Linked DNA regions of Mus musculus: region 1 is linked to region 2. Evidence: chromatin contacts called from public HiChIP or PLAC-seq data. All regions are on one chromosome and are shown on one strand. Each heading gives the region's core, a stretch centred on a gene start, on an enhancer-like site or on the middle of the called end of the contact. The rest is flanking DNA. Distances are from core to core; before and after follow the strand shown. Region 1 overlaps Syn3 (synapsin III). Region 2 overlaps Syn3 (synapsin III).

The links. HiChIP or PLAC-seq counts read pairs in DNA pulled down with a chosen protein or histone mark.
Region 1: a contact with region 2 is called in an H3K27ac HiChIP or PLAC-seq map of heart atrium, with 3 times the contacts expected there. The contact joins two enhancer-like sites. A contact is called at or near these places in 1 of 15 datasets of contacts at CTCF or cohesin (the NIH/3T3 cell line), 7 of 484 Hi-C or Micro-C datasets (DN2 thymocytes, the F1.1 cell line, embryonic fibroblasts and 2 more), 2 of 115 datasets of contacts at active chromatin or transcription factors (a colorectal cancer cell line and heart atrium) and 1 of 9 other capture datasets (embryonic stem cells).

Annotation. Positions count from the first base shown.
Region 1 is chr10:86,271,973-86,276,746 of GRCm38.p6, forward strand. All of the region lies in intron 6 of Syn3 (synapsin III), which reads right to left. Among named protein-coding and RNA genes, the nearest start is that of Timp3, 26 kb to the right of the region's middle. Within about 2 kb of position 2,164, at least 29 of the 459 cell types and tissues checked have an H3K27ac peak or open chromatin away from gene starts, as enhancers often do. A contact at or near this core is called in heart atrium, where this site is marked.
Region 2 is chr10:86,165,408-86,170,154 of GRCm38.p6, forward strand. The region is part of intron 6 of Syn3 (synapsin III); the gene reads right to left. All of the region lies in intron 2 of Gm35636 (a long non-coding RNA gene), which reads left to right. Among named protein-coding and RNA genes, the nearest start is that of Gm35636, 5.8 kb to the left of the region's middle. Within about 2 kb of position 1,779, at least 92 of the 459 cell types and tissues checked have an H3K27ac peak or open chromatin away from gene starts, as enhancers often do. A contact at or near this core is called in heart atrium, where this site is marked.

The sequences.
Region 1 (4,774 bases), core at 914-3,413, 110 kb after region 2:
CTGACTTCCTTGGTGATGAACAGCAACATGGAAGTGTAAGCCCAATAAACCCTTTCCTCCCCAACTTGCTTCTTGGTCATAATGTTTGTGCAGGAATAGAAACCCTGACTAAGACACCATGGGAATTCATTTAACCTTCACAAGAGAACATCTTAACTGGAATATTGCCTCCAGCAGATTGGCTTTTTGGCATGTCTGTGGGGCATTTTCTTGATTGCTAATTGATGTGGGAGGACCCTGCCCACCACGGGTGGTGTCATCCCTTCCTAGGCAGGTAAGCCTGATCTGTATGAAAAAGGCTGAATGTGAACCAGGAAGTAAGAACCAGCAAACATCATTTCTTCCTTGGTTTCTGCTCCAGACCATGAGTCCCTGCTCTGACTTCCTTCCACGCACAGACAAATAAGTTGTTTCTTTTCTTCCTTTAAGTTGTTTATGTTATGATGACTTTCACAGTAACAAAAAGCAAACGAGGGCATTCCCATTTACTGACTTGGAAACTGAGGCAGAGCCAGGCTTCAAATCCAGATAGTCTGTCTACATGACTCGTATGTATGTAGCATTGGGGACTCAGAGTACTCCAGAGATTATTGGCAGTGATCTGAACTGTAATAGATCCACAGGAAGCCAATGGGAAGTTTTAGGGTCTTTACTACCTTGGGTAAAGAAAGTTCAGATCTAAAAATGAGGACAAGAAAGTTGACATAGATGATCAATGAATAGAGAGAAATAGCAGGCGATGAATAAGCATCTTTGGAAGTAGGACAAAGCATGGAGACAGAGGAACAGTACTGATGTCCATACAGGGGTCTGGGTGCCTCTAAAACTGGAGGGAGAAGCTGCAGTTGCTAATCAGCTTTCCTGAAGAACTAGCAGAGAGGGGGATCCAGCATGGAACAGGAATTCTGCTTCTCTGTAACAGGTCCTCTGACGAGAACTGGACACGTACAGTTAATAGCTCTTGGACATCCCTCTTATTTCTTCCTTTGCAAAGAAGCAAAGAAATCTCTGAGGAAACCAGCTTGGGTGGGGTCAGAGGGCAGCTCCCAATAGCCAAATGCTACAGGTTTCTTAAGAACTGGATAGGAAAATGGCAAAAGGTAGCCTAGTGGCCTAAAATAAATCTGGCTCTAAGTCAAGAGGATGAGCTTGCATCCGGGCTTAGGGTCTAAATTGATATCCACTGAAATACTCCCAAGAGGGACAGTCACCATACAGCTCTACATCCTGGTGTTGCTACTATGGAATTGCTGTCTTCATCTGTAAAACTCAGAGATCCATGAGGATCTGAATAGAGATGCTCAGGTGCTGTGCAAATGGTGGGGTCAGAAAGCAATGGGAGACATTTTCCTGTGTGCCTTAGCCTTACTTTTTCACCTCTCCTTCCTCATAGTCTTTCCCCTTTCTTGAAAATCTCAGGAAGATCTTGAGCTCACATCTAATGCTGTAAACACCATGCCCTTACTCGGTAAGCAGGAAGTTGGTCTCCACCCCGACCCTCTTTTGTCCTTCCTTCAGGGACCCCGCTCCCCCTGCTATTTAGTTTCCTGCTTCCTGGTAACTTGTCCTGAATTAGTTATTTTATTCTGTGCTTAAGAAGTCACATGAGCTAGGGTGTGAGTGTGCGTTGTGAGTGCATGAGGGCTGTGTGAGCCAGAGGGCAGGAATAAACACATGGAGCCAAGGGGAAAGGCAGGGGTAAGGGTCACTCAGAACAAGCCAGTCCCAAGAAATTAAAATTAGCCCTGGGAACGAGAATGTTGGGGTCTCCAAGGAACAGCAGCTGTGAAAAGAAAGACGAGGAGGGAAAATACACCCTGCACCACAGCCGCTGCAAACCTCGCTGGCCCACCACATCTGCCCTGGGGTCTCCCCCAGCTTTGGTCCCCCGCCCCCACCAGGCTATCTCTGGCCAAGTCTGTGAGGTCGAGCAGTGAGAATTTCCTTCACATGCTGTCATTTTCCTCTCTGGTAACCGCAGAACAATGTGGCCTAGGATTCCTGATAGGACAAAGTTTAATTGGAAACAGGAAAGCCGAGGACAAGTTTGGGTCTGGGATGGCGATGATAATGAGAAAATGACAGGCCAGTCCAGGGAAGAGGGTGACAGAGGAGGATGGTCACATGGTGAGGACGGTGCACGCACGCGCTGGAAGCTCTCTTGGGAGAGTTGAACACGTGAGGGGAGACTCGGGCCTGACTCTCAAGGGAAGCTTCCTGGATAAGCAGGAGGATAGGGGAGCTTGGGAGGCTATGTAGCAGAATCTGGATGGGCATTGTGGGAGCTTACGCTTTCACGGGGCTGAATTCCTGTCTCAGATGGGGAGCAGAGCCTGGGCGATAATAGAGGTGCCAAAGCGAGACTGGGAAGCCATGGAGAGCAATCCCTTCCTCAAGACTCTGGTCCTAGACACCTAAGAGTCTACAAGTATTAGGCTTCCTCCCGCAGCTCCCCACTGAGATGGGGCAGCTCAATTTTTAGGGAGTTTTGGTGAAAATGAGGTTGTTATACCTCTAGGATATGAAGATGGGGAGCGATTTTCACAGTCGTAGTTCTGTCAACCATTTGGGGTATGAGTGGGATACGGACACTCTGGAAAGACGGGAAGGAGAGGTATGATGTGGGAGAGGCCGTAGTCTCTCAGAGGGCAAGGGTCTGTGTGTACTTCTCGTGGCCACAGCACTAGTCTCTCAGCTTGTCTTCCTGCGCTACTAACTGCCACCCACAGTGGAAACTTCCAGAAAAGAAACATGGGAGGTTTTATGGTGTTTTCTTCATTGTTATCGCAAAATACCCAAGAAAAACAACTTAGAAGGGAAAAATATTCATTTTCTTTCCCTATTTCAATGGGTTCAGTACATCACAATAGACAGCCTGACAGAACAGAGCATCTCACATCAGGTGGCCAGGAAGTAAGAGTGTCCGAACCAAAGGGGGCTCCTTCTTGTTCCTCTACTCAAGCCCACAGCCAATGGGATGGTGCGGACTAATCCTCTCTGGAAAGGCCCTCCTAAGTACAGCTAGAGGTGGGCTTCACCAATCTCCTAGGTAACTCTCAATAAGTTCATTGATAATCATGAATAATCATCTTAGTTGTGTTTACCAAGATGTCCATAGCACTCAAACTTGTACCTGGTACATGGCAGGCACTCCACAATGGCCTGCTGAGTAAGTCTGATGGTGTTCCCAGCGTTCCTGTGATGAGGAAACTAGTGCTTGGTAAAGTAGATTCAGATTCCCAATGTAAAGGAAAAGCCAAAATTCTGATATCTATTTTCTTCTTGGAAATTCACACCCATGACTGTCTGTAGGCAAGGATATCTCATAAAGTTCCCAAAGGTGCAGAATTCCTGTGCTGAGTTAGTCTGAGATTCAAATGATAGGCTTAGTTGTCTCTCTAGCTGAAAATCAAAGACACATGCACACAGAGAGACAGAAACAAATCAGCGATACAGAGAGAAACAGTCACAGGCATACACACACACACACACACTCAGAGAGAGAAAGAGAGAGAGACTGAGAGAGAAACAGAGAGAGACAGCGATGGAGAAGCACACACAGAGACAGAGACAGAAAACAAAGCATCGCTTTGTATCCAGTTTCCCAGGTTTATTCCAGTTGTGTGGCAGTGGATTGCAGGGAAAGAATCGCAGGCGATTGTGTATGTTCTTGATATACTGTTGGTTTGCAAAATTAAATAGATTAATTCTAAAACACATGCATTATAGATGGACACAGTTGCACATGTATAATTCAAGCATTCGAGAAGAAAGTGTGGGAGGATTGCCGTATTTGAGGCCAAGCTGGTCTAAATAGCAAGTTCTAGAGGCAGCCAGGGCTGCATAGTGAGACCTTGTCTAAAAACAACCCCAAGCCAAAGCAAGTAACCAAACAGACAAGCAAAAATACAACATGTATTTTATGAACTCAGTTCCAATTGACACTTGGATATGTCAGGCCATTTTGTTTGTCTCTCCCTTTTCACTCCCTTCTTCGTTTTGTCCTTGTGACTATTCCTATAGCTCCTCTTTCTTGCCAAGTCAAAATTAGTCAAAGGCAATATGTGTGTGTGTGTGTGTGTGTATGCACATATACAAATGCTAATGACCATGTCATATTACTCTCCTGTAGTCATTCCTAACACCTATGCAAAGCCAATCTTCTCTTTCCCCTACAAACATCAACTCCCTTTCATTATATGTTGTCCATCAAGTGCAAAAGCCACCTAAATATATCACACCTGCACTAGAAGGAACCGTGGCTAGAGAAAAACATGCAGGACTCAGGACTATGCCACCATCACAGTGTACTTGCTTGGCTTCCTCCTCCTCCCAATCTTCTAGGCATGACGATACTTTTCTTCTCCTGCTCCTGGCTCATCCTCTTCTCCATTCTCAGAGGTAAGACTTGGTTCCACTTCATTTCGATGAAGCAGTCAGAGCAGTCAGATGAAGACTTGCAGAGCCCCCACCTCCGCATCCACCCACGGGCAGTATCCCGGCCACACGCACTCATTCATTTGTTGAGGCTACGTTCCTACTATGGAGACCCCTAACTTATGCACCTGTTTCATGGATTCTAGGACATCAATCCCTGGACCGTATCCACTTTCTTCTAGCACAACCACCGTCATTTCTCTACCATAACCACTACCATCGCAAACCACTACCTCCATCATCCAAACACATCCAACTTGAAAATGAAAAGCTTTTCATGACTCAACAGTCCTCATCTGTTTTGTTTTTATTTTTATTTTGTTTTTGTATTTTATAA
Region 2 (4,747 bases), core at 529-3,028:
AACCTAAAAATTAAGTATCTCCTCAAAAACATGAAAATGCAATGTCAATATAAGTACTTGCTCACAAATGTTCATAAAGGCATTTTTGATATTACCAAAAATATGAGAAATGTCTAATTGTTCATCAGTTGATAAATGATACTCAAAATCCAGGTATCCATACAAGGGTATAAGAAGGGAATGAAGTCTTAATAAGTGCTGCTGCATAGAAGAACCTAGAAAGGGACACCAGACACGAAGACTATGATTCCACTCACAAGAAGAAAAAGATGAACTGGCTCATGGAGGACAGGGAAGATGCCTTCTGTGCAAGAAGGAAGCCTCAAGTCCAGATTCCCAGGGCCATATAAAAATCCAGGCATGGCAGCACGCATCTGTATGCTTGAGATGAGATGGGGGGTGGGGGGGCAACGGAGACAAGAATGTGCCTCCAGCTCATTGGTCTGCTAACCTAGCTGAATTGGTGAGCTTCAGGTTCACTGAGAGACCCCGTGTTAAACAGTAAATTAGAGAGTGATTAGGGAAATGATCTAATATTGACCTCTGACTTCTACCCACCCGTGTACACACCCACACGAATATGTACCTATAAGATGCACACACAGACCATGACGAGGTGATCTTAAATAAAAGTCACGGAGAAATATGTCTCCAGGAGTGAGAAGAGTAGAGATATGAGTTCAGCTAACTGGTGCTCATCCTTGCTTCCTCTCTGCTGATACATCTGGGTTCACACAGTGGATTCATCTCAGTCTTCTGCTCAGAGCCCATAGAGTCCTTAAGTCACAGATGGAGACATGGTTGGCCAGAATGGAAAGGGTGATTATGGGCAGGTATATCGGTGGGCAGAGAAGGCAAGAAAAGAAAGTAACAGAAGAGATGAAAGAGAAAATGTAGCAATGGAAAGATACCGGGGGGGGGGGGGGGGTGGGGTTGGGGGGTGGGAAACAAACCAACATCTCAGATCCTAAAGTTTCCACATTTTACTATCAGTGTGAAGGTGGGTTTGAGGTTAGTATCTTCCTTTGCAGAATGAGGACAGCCAGGCTCTCCCTACAGCATCCTCAGGCTCGAGATGATTCTCTCAGAGGTAAGACAGGTGGTGTCAGGGAAGGAAAGTTGAAAGACAGAGAGTGGACATAGAAGCCATTCTACTAAATATGCTGAGTATCTACTGAATTCCAGAAACTTCTAGGCAGGGACCAAGAGCTAGGGTTCACCTTGAGTCACCTACTATGTCTTAAGGAGCCTAAAGTTAAGTGGGGGTGGGGGTGGGGGTGGGGGGTGGGAGGTGGGCTTGAAACATACAAGCAACGGTCTAAGCACAGGTCATGCCTGTAGGGCCAGAGATTGATGGGCACAGAGGAAACAGAGCAGTTAAGGAGGAAGGAGGCTTTCTCCATCCCTGTGGCCACAACTGAGAATAGACACTTCTAGGTGCCAGGTGGCAGCTGTCCTACTTTGCTGGGCCAGGGTCATGGACCCTGGAAATGTCTTTGCAGCAGGCCCTGGCTCCATGGAGCCCTCTCCACGAACCTTTTCCAGCCCAAACAAGCACGGAGCTTGCCAGACAGGCTGGGGACAGGACAGACACACAGACACATGCACAGGAAACAGAGCCAGTGGTCCCAGATTATTTTTGTTTCTCCTCTCCAGCAGCATCAACGCCATCAATAGCATTCCTTTCCCTCCTAGCAAACACAGTTTGTGTACTGGAGACTGCCAGGAAGTGAAGAAATCCCCTTTGGGGCCCACAGGGGCCTCTTTCCTCTCTCTGTGCCCAAGCAGGAGGCACGGGGCCTGTGGAGCTGCAGCCTTTGATGGCTTTCTCTGCTGTTTCTCACTGTTCCTGGGAAGGGGAGGGAACAGCCCAGAAAGTTGGTTAGGCCTTGCTGTGCACAGACAGGGAGCAGAATCCCAAGCTGGGGCAGAGTTAAGAACACAAAAGAAAACAAAGGAGTGTCTTATGAGATTCTTTCCTTCAGAACACTTTTCTTAGAAAAATCGAGAAAAAAGATGAACAACAAAAGAGAAAGCAAACACACGCACGCACACACACACACACACACACTACGAACAATAGAAAAAACAAGAAGAAAGTCATATGTACCCTTAAAGTCAAAGGATAAAATGGAGATAAAGGTCTAGGGATGACAGGAAATTGCCAATCTATCAAAATCAGCTGTGTAGCATACCTGTGTGTATGTGTGCACACATCTGTGTGTGTGTGTGTGTGTGTGTGTGTGTGTGTGTGCATGTGTTAAACACTTGCGAAGCCGGGTGAAATCAGCTGGTTTGTGTTTTTGTTCTGCGGTGTCCTTGTCTTTCCAGCCATGCTGCTGCCACGTGGCCAATGTTTTGGGAAAGGTCTGCACTCCTTTGCTCTCCAGCTTTTGATTCAAAGACCCAGCTCCTTACAAAAAATAAAGCAACTTTTGACACGGGAGAGAACTGATTTGGGAGAAATGCTTGCACTCAGCAGAAGGTCCCTCACTTGTGTGATGGGAAAACAATTCCTTGGCTGTGGGAAGAGATGATGCGGAGGTTCCCACAAAAGGGGAGTTTGAGAAGGGTTAATTTACGGGACACAGAAGCCCTAGGATAGGCAGAAAATCCCAATGTTTTGCAGGATCTGGGTTCAAGGGATCAGTGCAGTGTTTTCTGGGTCACTGGAGTAGCAATGAGACTCTAAAGCCAAAATGGTTGCCTCTTTATGGTGGGTGGGCATAGCTTCCAATAAATTTCCAATTCCCATTGAAATAAAGGGACTACAGAGGTGTCTGTGCATGGGAGGGACATCTAGAGTTGTACAAGATGGCAGAGCTTAGGTCAGAAGCAACAGCTCACTGTACGGCAGCAGTCAGGAAGCAAAGATTGAGACAGGAAGTGGCCAGGGTCCCGACATCCCCTTCAAGAATATGCCATTAATGACCTAACTTCCTTTTTCTAGGTCCCACCACTTAAAGTTTCTATCAGTCCTCAATAGTGCTGTAGGCTTGTGATCATGGCTTTAATGGACTGGTCTGAACTACAGCAATGTGTTCTACTCATTGAGAACACTGGCCACAATCCTTGGTCACACAGACAGATCTTTAGTGGCCTCTAAAGACTCAATCCAAGGAGGGACTGAAGGATTTCCAGAAGGTTCTTGGGGTCTTTCCTCAGAACTACTTTGGGCCTTTCTTCCAAAGCCATGTACATCTGAAATAGAGCCAGAGTTTCTGGTGGCCCCTCCAGTAGGTTTTGGTGGAACCTGAATATATTCATACATCGAACCATTGAAGCAGGACATTCTTCTATTTTCAATGAACTTCCTAACCTTGAGAAGCCATCAAGAATATCTAAGTTTAGAGCTAGTTCAACCTGCCACATACCCTGTGCCCACAAACATCCAACTTTCTCTGGGAGCTTAGAGCTAAGGCAAGCCGGTTTGAACTTAATAAATCTGCTTTATTTTTGTAAATCATTTTATCTTTTGAAACAGGGTCCCCTGGAATGTCAAGTTGGATTGGCAATTGTTGTGTAGCCTTGTATGACTGTGAACTTCTGATGCTCCTGCCTCCACCTCTGGAATGCTGAGATTAGTGGCATTTGCCACTATGTCCAGGTTTTTTTGTGCAGTGGGGACACAATCCAAGAGTTTGTGAACGCTAGACAAGCCTTTGGTAACTGAACTATGCCCTCTTTTCTGTAGATCCTGTTTCTGTAGATCCTTTTAATGGCTACTTTGTCTGTTGTGGTACGAGCTATTGACCCTCATTTATGGTCCTCCCTCACATGCAGCTTCCTCTAAAAGGCATTTATTCAACTTAACGTGGAAAAGTTAAAGGATGACCAATAGATGAGTCATAGCACAGACATAGGTAAGGTTGAAAGTGTAAGCACTGCATCGGACGTCGGACACAACCTGACCTGAGTTCTGGTTTGAGAGAACCAGAAAGAGATTTCCTGGTTTGATGAACGGAACACAGCACTGCATTAACACACCTGTGATCGGAGACTAGGCTCAGCAAAATTCTCTTTACCTATTACCTGTACAACCCTGGGCAAATGGACATCGCAAACCCTTGGCTTCCTCAGCTGTCAAAGGAGAAAGTACCTAAGTATAGGAGTGGCTGAAAGAATTAGTTGGTTTCTGATATACAGAGAAGGAGCAAGTTCAGAGTATCTTGTGCACACTAAGGTGAGCAAGCGTGACCTTTGGGGTTACCACCAAGACATCCTTCTAAGCTCAAGGCCCTATACAAGTTATTGGTCACAGATGCCAATGCACAGATTGTATGTCCTCTCTCCTCAGGGTGGGTGTGGGTGGGCATGAGGCAAAACAGAGAGGCTGAAGTATATGAGGGAGAGTCAGAAGCAGAGACACAGCAATAGATTAACACCACCGCTCCTACTTCCTCACACCTCTCTGCATCCATACCTTCTGCAGTGTTACTGTTATGCTTGGAATGTTGTAGCCCCTGCCCTAATCTGGAAGCTTGTATCAATCTGATGGTATTGAAGGGTGGTGGAACCTTTAAGAGATCAAGCCTCAGAGCTGATTAGGCTCCTGGGATGCTGTCTAGGCTTGCCATTAAGCTAATTTGGTTTTCTAAGCTTGCTCTCCAGCTTTACGTCTTGCCTTGTGACCTCTCGTGAGCTTCTGTCCCATGATACCCTCTGCCACATGACCCTTACCAGAAGTCATGCATGCTCTTGGCCCTCTTGAACTTGGCCCTCAACAGACCTTTTGTCTTTATACGGC